Linked DNA regions of Oryctolagus cuniculus: region 2 is linked to region 1. Evidence: chromatin contacts called from public Micro-C data. All regions are on one chromosome and are shown on one strand. The core of a region is the stretch at or near the end of the contact, and the rest is flanking DNA. Distances in the headings are between cores, read along the strand shown.

Evidence for each region. A called contact is a pair of places that touch in the nucleus more often than the background predicts.
Region 2: a Micro-C map of ear pinna shows a contact between it and region 1, with 3 times the contacts expected there. The contact joins the promoter of RIC1 here to the promoter of PLGRKT in region 1. A contact is called at or near these places in 2 of 6 Hi-C or Micro-C datasets (ear pinna and an unstated tissue).

The regions. Positions count from the first base shown.
Region 1 is chr1:168,089,848-168,094,202 of mOryCun1.1, reverse strand. It overlaps PLGRKT (plasminogen receptor with a C-terminal lysine), which reads left to right and starts at 2,049. Exons shown (of 6, transcript XM_070051771.1): 1 at 2,049-2,245; 2 at 3,808-4,147. The region is part of intron 1 of CD274 (CD274 molecule); the gene reads right to left.
Region 2 is chr1:168,284,548-168,289,074 of mOryCun1.1, reverse strand. RIC1 (RIC1 homolog, RAB6A GEF complex partner 1) reads right to left here and starts at 1,252. Exons shown (of 26, transcript XM_070051800.1): 1 at 751-1,252. The coding sequence starts at 894.

The DNA of each region.
Region 1 (4,355 bases), core at 800-3,299:
AGCACCTTGGTGCATCTTGGTTGCTTGGTTGGTTTTTTAAATCTGGTGTTGTGATGCAATTCCAGTTTCTACATAATCTTAAACTCCAGTGGTTCTAACTTTATTGGGTTACTGAAGTTATCCAATGATCATTATTAATGCTTATGGGAATATTAGGAGGTTCTCAGTGAATCTCTGTGTGTCATGCCTAGTTTGCTTTGCTTTAAGTGTGTATGTGCAACACAATTCCTCTTTGGTAATTGGAACCAATCACTGCAACCCCATCATTGTGTGGAACTAAAATGACTAGAGGACAGTACAGTTTCTAATTCAATAGAACCATGGCTGGATCCTCTAGTCCAAGCATTTTTGCCTCATGAGCCAGGATTCCAGAAATGATGAATCCAGTATTGTAGAAATGGTATACTGAAATACTGAATATTTTCTGTTTTTCACACTAGGCACGGTGCCTTGGAGGCGACCTCTACAGACTGTATTCACCTGGATTCCTTGTCTTCTGACTTCCTGGCAGATCCAGTCAGTGGAAGACCCCTGTAGTATATCAGAGTATATGAGGGTGGAGAACAAAGAGCTGGTCTTTCTTCTCCTCTGGTCCCAGCTTTGAGCTGAGGTGTAACAGTATTACAATTATAGATTCTCACCCTGCCCAGCCAAGTGCTGGCATTGATATCTTTCCTGTTCTGAACGACATGGCTCTTATGGGGGACCGTCTCCCACAGCCATAGCCACAGCTCTCACCCAGTTTTTTTTTTTTTTTGACAGGCAGAGTGGACAGTGAGAGAGAGAGAGAGACAGAGAGAAAGGTCTTCCTTTTTCTGTTGGTTCACCCTCCAATGGCTGCCACAGCCAGCGTGTTGAGGCCAGTGCACCACGCTGATCCGAAGCCAGGAGCCAGGTGCTTCTCCTGGTCTCCCATGGGGTGCAGGGCCCAAGTACTTGGGCCATCTTCCACTGCACTCCTGGGCCACAGCAGAGAGCTGGACTGGAAGAGGGGCAACCGGGACAGAATCCGGTGCCCCGACTGGGACTAGAACCCGGTGTGCTGGTGCCGCAGTCAGAGGATTAGCCTAGAGAGCCGCAGCGCCGTCCTCTCACCCAGTTTTAATAACTGCTCCCTCCCCCTTGTCCTGCTGGCCTAGAGCTAGTAACAGCGCTCTGTTTATTCAATACTGTGTACCAGACACTGTGCTGTGTGTTTAAATATCTTACTTAGTTCTCACAATCCAATTCATTAGATGGCTTTAGTTCTGTTACAGGCATGATAAAGTCACAGAGTGACAGTGTCAGAGCTGGAAATTGAATCCAACGTGTTCACATGAGGCTCTGTGCACTCAAATGCTATCCTTTACTTCTCCTATCAGTTATTAACCTTCCTTAAAGAGTAAAAGGTCCTCATAGCTTTGCTCCTGGGAACCACCCCCACCTACACACCCACTCCAACAACTGGAAACCAGGATGCGGCTGCAATTTCTGCATTCAGTCATTCAACAATGAAGGCCTGGAATGTGGGGACCCAACCCCCAGAATACTGCGGGCTGGTGCTGGGACAGCATCAAGACAAGCCTGGCAGGTAGGGGGCTGTTCTCCCACGCTGAGCCTGGAAGGGACCAGACACCTTCTTCACTGAGATGGTGGTCAGCCAGGGCTAAGGCAGGGGCTTTCCTCAAGGCCAGAGGCCGTGAAGTCCATGCTCTTCTCCCAGACCATTTGTTAGTCAAGGCAGCGCTAATAGCTCCTTAAGCCTCTCTCGCTGAGGCTGGGGCAGAGATAAAGTTGCTGATGGCCGTGAGAGAAGACATGGACAGCCTAAGAGCAGCGCAGGAGAAAGGTGTCACTGTTTAACAGAGAATGAGTAACTACGGTCGTGTCCTCTCTTTGCCTTCCTGTCTTAACCTTCTGTCACTTTAACGTGATTTTACAGACGGAGAGACTGAAGCCTTTACTTGACACTTCCATTTGGCTTCCTCTGCAGCCCCTCAAAATCTGACAGCTGAGTCCCTGTGGTTTTGAAATTGCCTCTTTGACCCGCCTCTCCTACGTCACGTCCTGGCCTGGAAGGACATATCAGACCTCTGTCGAGCATGCGGGCCCTTTAAGGAAGCCAAGCACACGCTGATTGACAGTTATTCACTGTCTTGATCAGCCAATCCCGAGACTCTGCGGCGCAAGGCCTGGTCCTCACAGGAGCCCGGGGAAGAGGCCTCTGCTGTGATCACCTTGTCCCTGTGCTTCTGTCCGCTGCCCAGTGAGTGAGCGCCGGCCGCAGGAGGGAGGAGAGGGAGGGTCCGCGTGGGCACTTCAGCCTGCGGGAGCTCCCGGGCCGGGCTTTCGAGACCGCGCTGGGCGCCCGCTCACGAGCGCCCGCCCTGGACTCTGCAACAGCCCCTAGTGCTAATAGGAGTTGTCACCGTCCTTTCGGAAGACCCTCGGGTCACGTGAACCCACGATCTCTGGATTGTTGTCATCGGGTTGGGGAAAGTGGGTAGAAGAGTAACAAGGCAACTCAGCATACCAAGGCATGGAATGTCCGAATGACTGCCACTGAGTCCAGAGATCGAGGGTGGAGTTAGTTACAGAAAATCTTCCGGAAGCTGTGGTCTTTGCACTGGAATTTGCATGGGGGAAGTGGCCTTACTGAAACGATTGTATGTGACCTGTCATAAATTAAGGCGCTGTGTCATCTGATCAGGAAATAAGTCAGCACATTAGTCTGGATGGCAAAAGCCATAGTAATTATTATATTTTAAGTACTGTAAAATCAAAGACCAGAGAAAGGCTGTCTGAATTTGCAGCCCCAACTCCAAGTACCCGGAAATATGAGGGTACTTCAAAAACTTTCATGAGAAAATGGAATTAAGAGATAACTATTTCGGTGCAAGAAAAGGTGAAACCCATGTGTAGTTTTTTCCTAGCACATATTTTCCATGAACTTTGTAAAGATCCTCCTACACATGGATTTCACCCTTTTTTTGCACCAAGAGAAACCTACGTTTTAATTTCATTTTCCCATGAAATTTGTGAAATGCCCCTGGTACACCTTTCCATAGTAATCTATAGCACAGACAAGGCAAAGATGCTACATCCAGGAGACCTTTCAAGATCTCAGGAGTAATCAAAGGCAACATGGAGGCAAGAAGGACCCAAGTCAGCATTTTCAGCTCCCTGAGGCACACTGGGTCTAGGTTAATTAACAGCAAGAAGTCTGTTACCTGAGATAAAGTATGCAAAAAAAGTTTTTAAAAGATTTTACTTATTTATTTGAAAATCAGAGTTAGAGAGAGAAAGGGAGAGATCTTCCATCTGGTGGTTAATCCCCTAAATGGCTGCAACAGCTAGTGCTGGGCCAGGCTGAAGCCAGGAACCAGGAGCTTCATCAGTGTCTCCCACATAGTTGGCAGGGGTGCAAACATTTGGGCCATCCTCCACCACTTTCCCAGGAGCATGAGCAGGGAGCTGGTTTGGTTCGGAAATGGAGCAGCCAGGGCCTGAACAAGCATCCAGGTGGAATGCTGGCTTCATGGCGACAGCTTTACCTGCTAAGCCACAATGCTGGCCCTAAGTGTTCAAACTTTTTAAAGTTTTATTTTATACAAATGAGCAAAATTATCCCTGTTGTAAGATTGCTGATGCTAATTTTCTGATACATATTTTGTGCCCAGGAGAGAGAAAGTTGAGAGTATTTTGGACACTTTAAGGAATACTCCCAGACTTTGGAAAATGGCTTTGTTGGGTGTGAGAGAAGGAGACAAAGGTGAGCATACTCAACTCCAGGGCAAAGTTTACAAGGTGTGGTGCTCTCATTTTCAGGTGTGGTCTTCCACAGGGAAACTTTTCTTCCTGCTAACCCTTCCACCTGCAGTGGCTCCCCACATATCCAGACTCCAAGTACAGACTGAAGGCAGCAAGGCCTGAAAGAAGGTGAGTCCGAATCCTAACTTTTCAGACAGTTCCTCTTCCCCAGATGATTGACATGAGGACTGCTGCTCCACTTGAGGGCAGATCTTCAAACAAAAAGTACCCTAATGGGCACAGCTCTGTGACATACAGCGGGTCTGCATGGTGGAAAAAACCTCAAGGACACTTTTCTGTATAACTGTTTGCAGCCGATGTGAACATTCAGTCGCCAACTCCTGTGTGCAGAAGAGAAGTAAGTAGTGGCAGGTGGCCTGAGCCAGTTTTTTGGTATTACTCATGCTTCGTGCAAACGTTTATGGGAACTTGACACCGCGGAGACTCTAAAGTAGAAGAGATTGCTCCTGTCTTGAGGCATGTTGATATGTTGTTGGAGATGACTTACTTGGGGCCGTCCATGCTTGGAGGAACAGCAGAGCTGCTAGATGCCCCCACCCCCACCC
Region 2 (4,527 bases), core at 3-2,502, 200 kb before region 1:
ATATACTCGGTCATGAAATACAAAGCAAAACCAGAACTCATTTCCACACGCTTCCCAACTCTTATTATTTCCAGGTGTTTTAACAGGGAGCCGCGCGGACTGGAGTTCTACTTCCGCTCCTCCTCACCCCACTACGGCTCTCTCCAGAGTCCGAAAGCAGAAAAGGACCAGCCTGAAAGAGGGGAAGGGACGCTGGGGGGCAGGCAGGGAGTTCAAGAACCAGATCTTCAGTATAAATAAAGAATTCTGGCTGTTAAGTTTCCAGAAAGAAGTGATCACAGGCCTGGGAAGTCTGGCACGCGGTAAAGCCCAACAGGCTTCCCCCCAACTCCTAAACAACGACCTTTAGTAAGGGAGGGTTAGGACACCGCAGCGGCGAGACTTCCAATTGTGGAAAGTTTTAAACAAATTTGCTCCTCGGGGAATGTGGATGGGGGGGGGTGGTGGCGGGGGAAGCACGTCTGGGTTCAATCGAGGGAGCGCGCGGGGTCTGCACGGTGCGCGGCTGTCGGTCCAACGCGGGGAGGCGCAGGGATTTTCGGCAACAGCGACTTCACCCATCCCGAGCCCTGGCAGGAGAACGTGCGCGGAGCCGGGCGGGTACATGCAACCACATCTGTGGAATGAGGACGCGGACGAGGAGGGCGAGTGGGGCCGGCGCTTAAGGGCAGGGGGCAGGGGGCTCTGGGTGGAAGTTGAGGGCTGGACGCCGGGCAAGGAGCACGAGAGACGGAGGGCGGCTCTACTTACTCGGCTGTACCAGATGCTGAGGCGGGCCGGGGCCAGCACCGCGAAGAAAGCCCTCTGCGGGTCGGACTGAACGTGGAAAGGCGCCTCGGCCGGGCTCCCCAGAGGGCAAAGCAGCCTCTTGGGCCAGCCGCTCAGGAAATACATGATCCGCGCAGAGCCACCGACGCCGGGGCGCCTAGCGGCCCCCGGCCCCGTCTGTCACACTCAGCGGCCCCGGGCTGGTCGCCTGCCTCCCACACCGCCACCGGCCGAGTCGGCGGCGGCGGCCGCGGCAGCTCGGGGCATTTGCCCGCTGGCCTGGCCGGGCCGGGCAGACGAGACGCTACGCGACGAAAGCACCCCCGAGCTGACGGGGCCGAGTGTGGGGGAGGGAAGGGGAGGGAGAGTCCGGACAGAGAGAGGGCGGGAGGAGCGCGGAGGCCCGCCCCGGCCCCGCCCCTTCCTCGGGCAGCGCAGGCGTCACCACGCCGCGCCGCGTGGGTCGAGCCGGGCAGGCCTGAGGCGCGCGCGCGCGCCCTGGAGACTTCACCCTTCCCCCTCGCTGTTTTCTGAAGCTCCGCCCTAATCTTCCCGACGGCTACCACGCTGCGTCAGTACGCATGCGCTGTAGCCCCGCTCCTTCCGCTCTGGCCCTCCCACCCGGGAGCTGGAGCTTGCCCTTAGGGGCTGGGGGCTGGCGGCTGGCGGCTGAGGCTGGGCCGAGTCGGGTGATCCGCGCTGCAGCTAGACGACTCGGCTCTAGGAACGTGCCCTTCGTCTGGCCTGGCCAAATTCGACTTCCCCTCCGGATTGGTGGAGCCTCTGATGGGGGCGGGCCCGGCCCCGGCGGGGGTGGTAGGTGGGGAGCGCTGGTCACGTGATGCTTCCTGCTGGTGTTCCCACTCAGCCACCGGCCGCGGCCTCGGCCCTGGGTTCTGGGGGCCTCTACTGAGGGGGGTCTTTACAGAGGGAGTGCCCTTTGTGTTCTCGGCCAGCAGAGAACGGGGTATTACAGCTCCTGCTCTTAAGGACCTTACATCCTAGAGGGGCATTTCTTCATAATCTGTAAATAAACCACCTACCGTGCAAGTGCTGTCCTGTCCTACGCCCTGCGGGGGTTCTCGGACTAGCACAATCTATATTTTGAATTCCGTTACCGTCATCTGTTTACCTGCGAACCTCAGTGGCAGGGCCGATGCGTCTCTTTACCCTCGGTAGAGTTAGGTGCTGCAGAAGACTTAATTTTCGAACTGGCATAGACTAGAGATAGCTGTAGTTTGGTATTTAACTTGTGGGCCCCAGAGAGCACAGTAACTAACTTTGCTTCGAAGTGATAAACTGAATAAGAGTTAGGCAGTGTTGAGGGCGAGAGGGTATGCAAAAGGAGGGTCTGGAATAGAAGAAAGACTTGCTTCTCATTGTCTTTTTTTGTACACTTAGAATCTTTCTGTATATTTGTATACTTCCATTAAAATATTTAAGAGAATTTCGGAAAAAAAAATTAACTCGTGTAAAAAGTAACAAAAACTGCAAGCAGTAAAAGAAACAAAGTAACTTAATCAGTATCAGATACAGCATTGCAGCTGGTATTCATAACAAAATATGTAACTTTCCATAATTGTTCCAAATATTTGCTACATTCCCCTAGGGTGATCAAAGAATTGCTTCACCACTCGCCAGCCTCTTGTGGTCAGACAGTGTCTCCTGGTTTACCCCTTCTCCGTCCCCCTCCCCCTCGCCCGCCTCATCCAGTACAACAGCCTGGAACGTAGTAAGCATAGCGAACTCTGAAAATATTTGTCAGATGAAACTGTGGATGAACTCTGATCCAGCTCAGCTATGGCATTAGAGAGGACTAGAGAGGTTTCTTGACTTAGCAGTGCAATATTGTAGAATAATAACAGTTGCATTATACTGTCATTTTGCTCAAATTCAGTTATGCACTTGGCAGAGAAAGAGAGGAAATGAAAAAGAGGCAGCAGTTTCTCTGGCAGTTTAACTTAGCATTGTCTGTCCCACAGCTGGGTCTTCCTTTTCTTAGCTACCTCTTAAAAAAAAAAAAAGATCAGCGCGGTGCGCGGTGGCAGCGGCCATTGGGGAGTGAACCAACGGCAAAGGAAGACCTTTCTCTCTGTGTCTCTCTCTCTCACTGTCCACTCTGCCTGTCAAAAAAAAAGTTGAAAAAATATATATACTATATACATATATATAGTATATATATATTATTTGAAAGGCAGAGTTACAGAGAGCCAGGGGCAGAAAGAGAAGTCGTCCATCCGGTGGTTCATTTCCCAAAGGGCAGCAGTGGCTGGAGCTGGGCTGATCCGAAGCCAGAAGCCTGGATCCAGGAGCTTCTTCCAGGTCTCCCATGTGGGTGCAGGGGCCCAAGGACTTGAGCCATCTTTCACTGCTTTCCCAGGCCAGAATAGAGAGCTGGATAGGAGGTAGAGCAGCAGGGACTCATATAGGATGCTGGCACTGTAGGCGCAGCTTTAACCCCTACGCCACAGCTTTAACCCCTCTTAGCTACCTCTTAGGCATGACTTTCTTAGTGCATTCTTGGACAATTTCAGGAACTTCTAAGTAATTTGTATTGAACTGAACTCTAACCTGCTGCCTGTGGAATCCATTTACCCCGCCACACTACTTTGTACCATTTAAAATTTACAAACTAATTTCAAATGCATAGTTGATTTAGTTCTACAGCAAACCCTCAAGGTAGATAACACTGATATAGTGTTGTTATTCTAGCTTTCTAACTGAGGAGATAGGATCAGAGAGAGGGATGTGTTGACAATCACATGGGTGGGAAAGAACTGGTCTTCTACAGATCTAATGATTGTAGACTGGACTGAACTGAATTATGGTAATTGCTCTGGATATTGAGAAGGGAAAAAATAAAAAATGAAATATCTGACTTTCCAAAACCCTTACTTAAAGAGTACCCTCCAGGGACTGGCACTGTGACCCAGTAAGTTAAGCCTCTGCCTTTGTCTCTGGTTCGAGTCCCAGCAGCTCCACTTCCAATCCAACTCTCTGCTTATGGCCTGGGAAGGCAGCAGAAGATGGCCCAAGTGTTTGGGCCCCAATATCCACATGAGAGACCTAGAAGAGGCTCTTGGCTTCTGCCTTCAGATTGTCCCAGCTCCGGCTGTTGCAGCCATCTAGGGAATGAACCAGTGATGGAAGACCATTCTCTCTGTCTCTCCCCCTCTCTGTCTGTAACTGCCTCTCATATAAATAAATAAATATTAAAAAAAAGAGTACCTCCATTGTGACAAACTTTCAGGATGGGATGGTGTTTTCTAACTTTCAAATACATATTTTAAATTTTATTTTATAAAATAAACTAACATTTCCTGTGCCTGAGGTCTGCCTTCTTCCTCTAACCACCACCACCACCACTGTGTCATCAAAATCCAGGACTCTATTCTGAACTAAGACTAAGCTGCCAAATAAAAGTTAACTGGTGTATATTTTCATCCACCAAACTAACATATTTTACTGTAAGAATGCTGATAAGGGGTTCATGGAAGAAGGTACATTCAAACACTCTGTTGGAGTACAATTTGGTGCATTTTTTTCTAAAAGATAGTTAGCATTACATATAAACAAGAGATCTTAGAAATATGCATACCTCTGGACAAACTATCTCTTTGCTATGATTATTTTTTAAGGAAATCAACACTGATTCGTGCAGTTTTAGTTTTAAGAATGTATTCCACAAAGGTGTCACAGAGAGGAAATAATCTAAATGTCCCCCAAAAGAAACAAGGTATTGTCCTTGCTACATTGGAA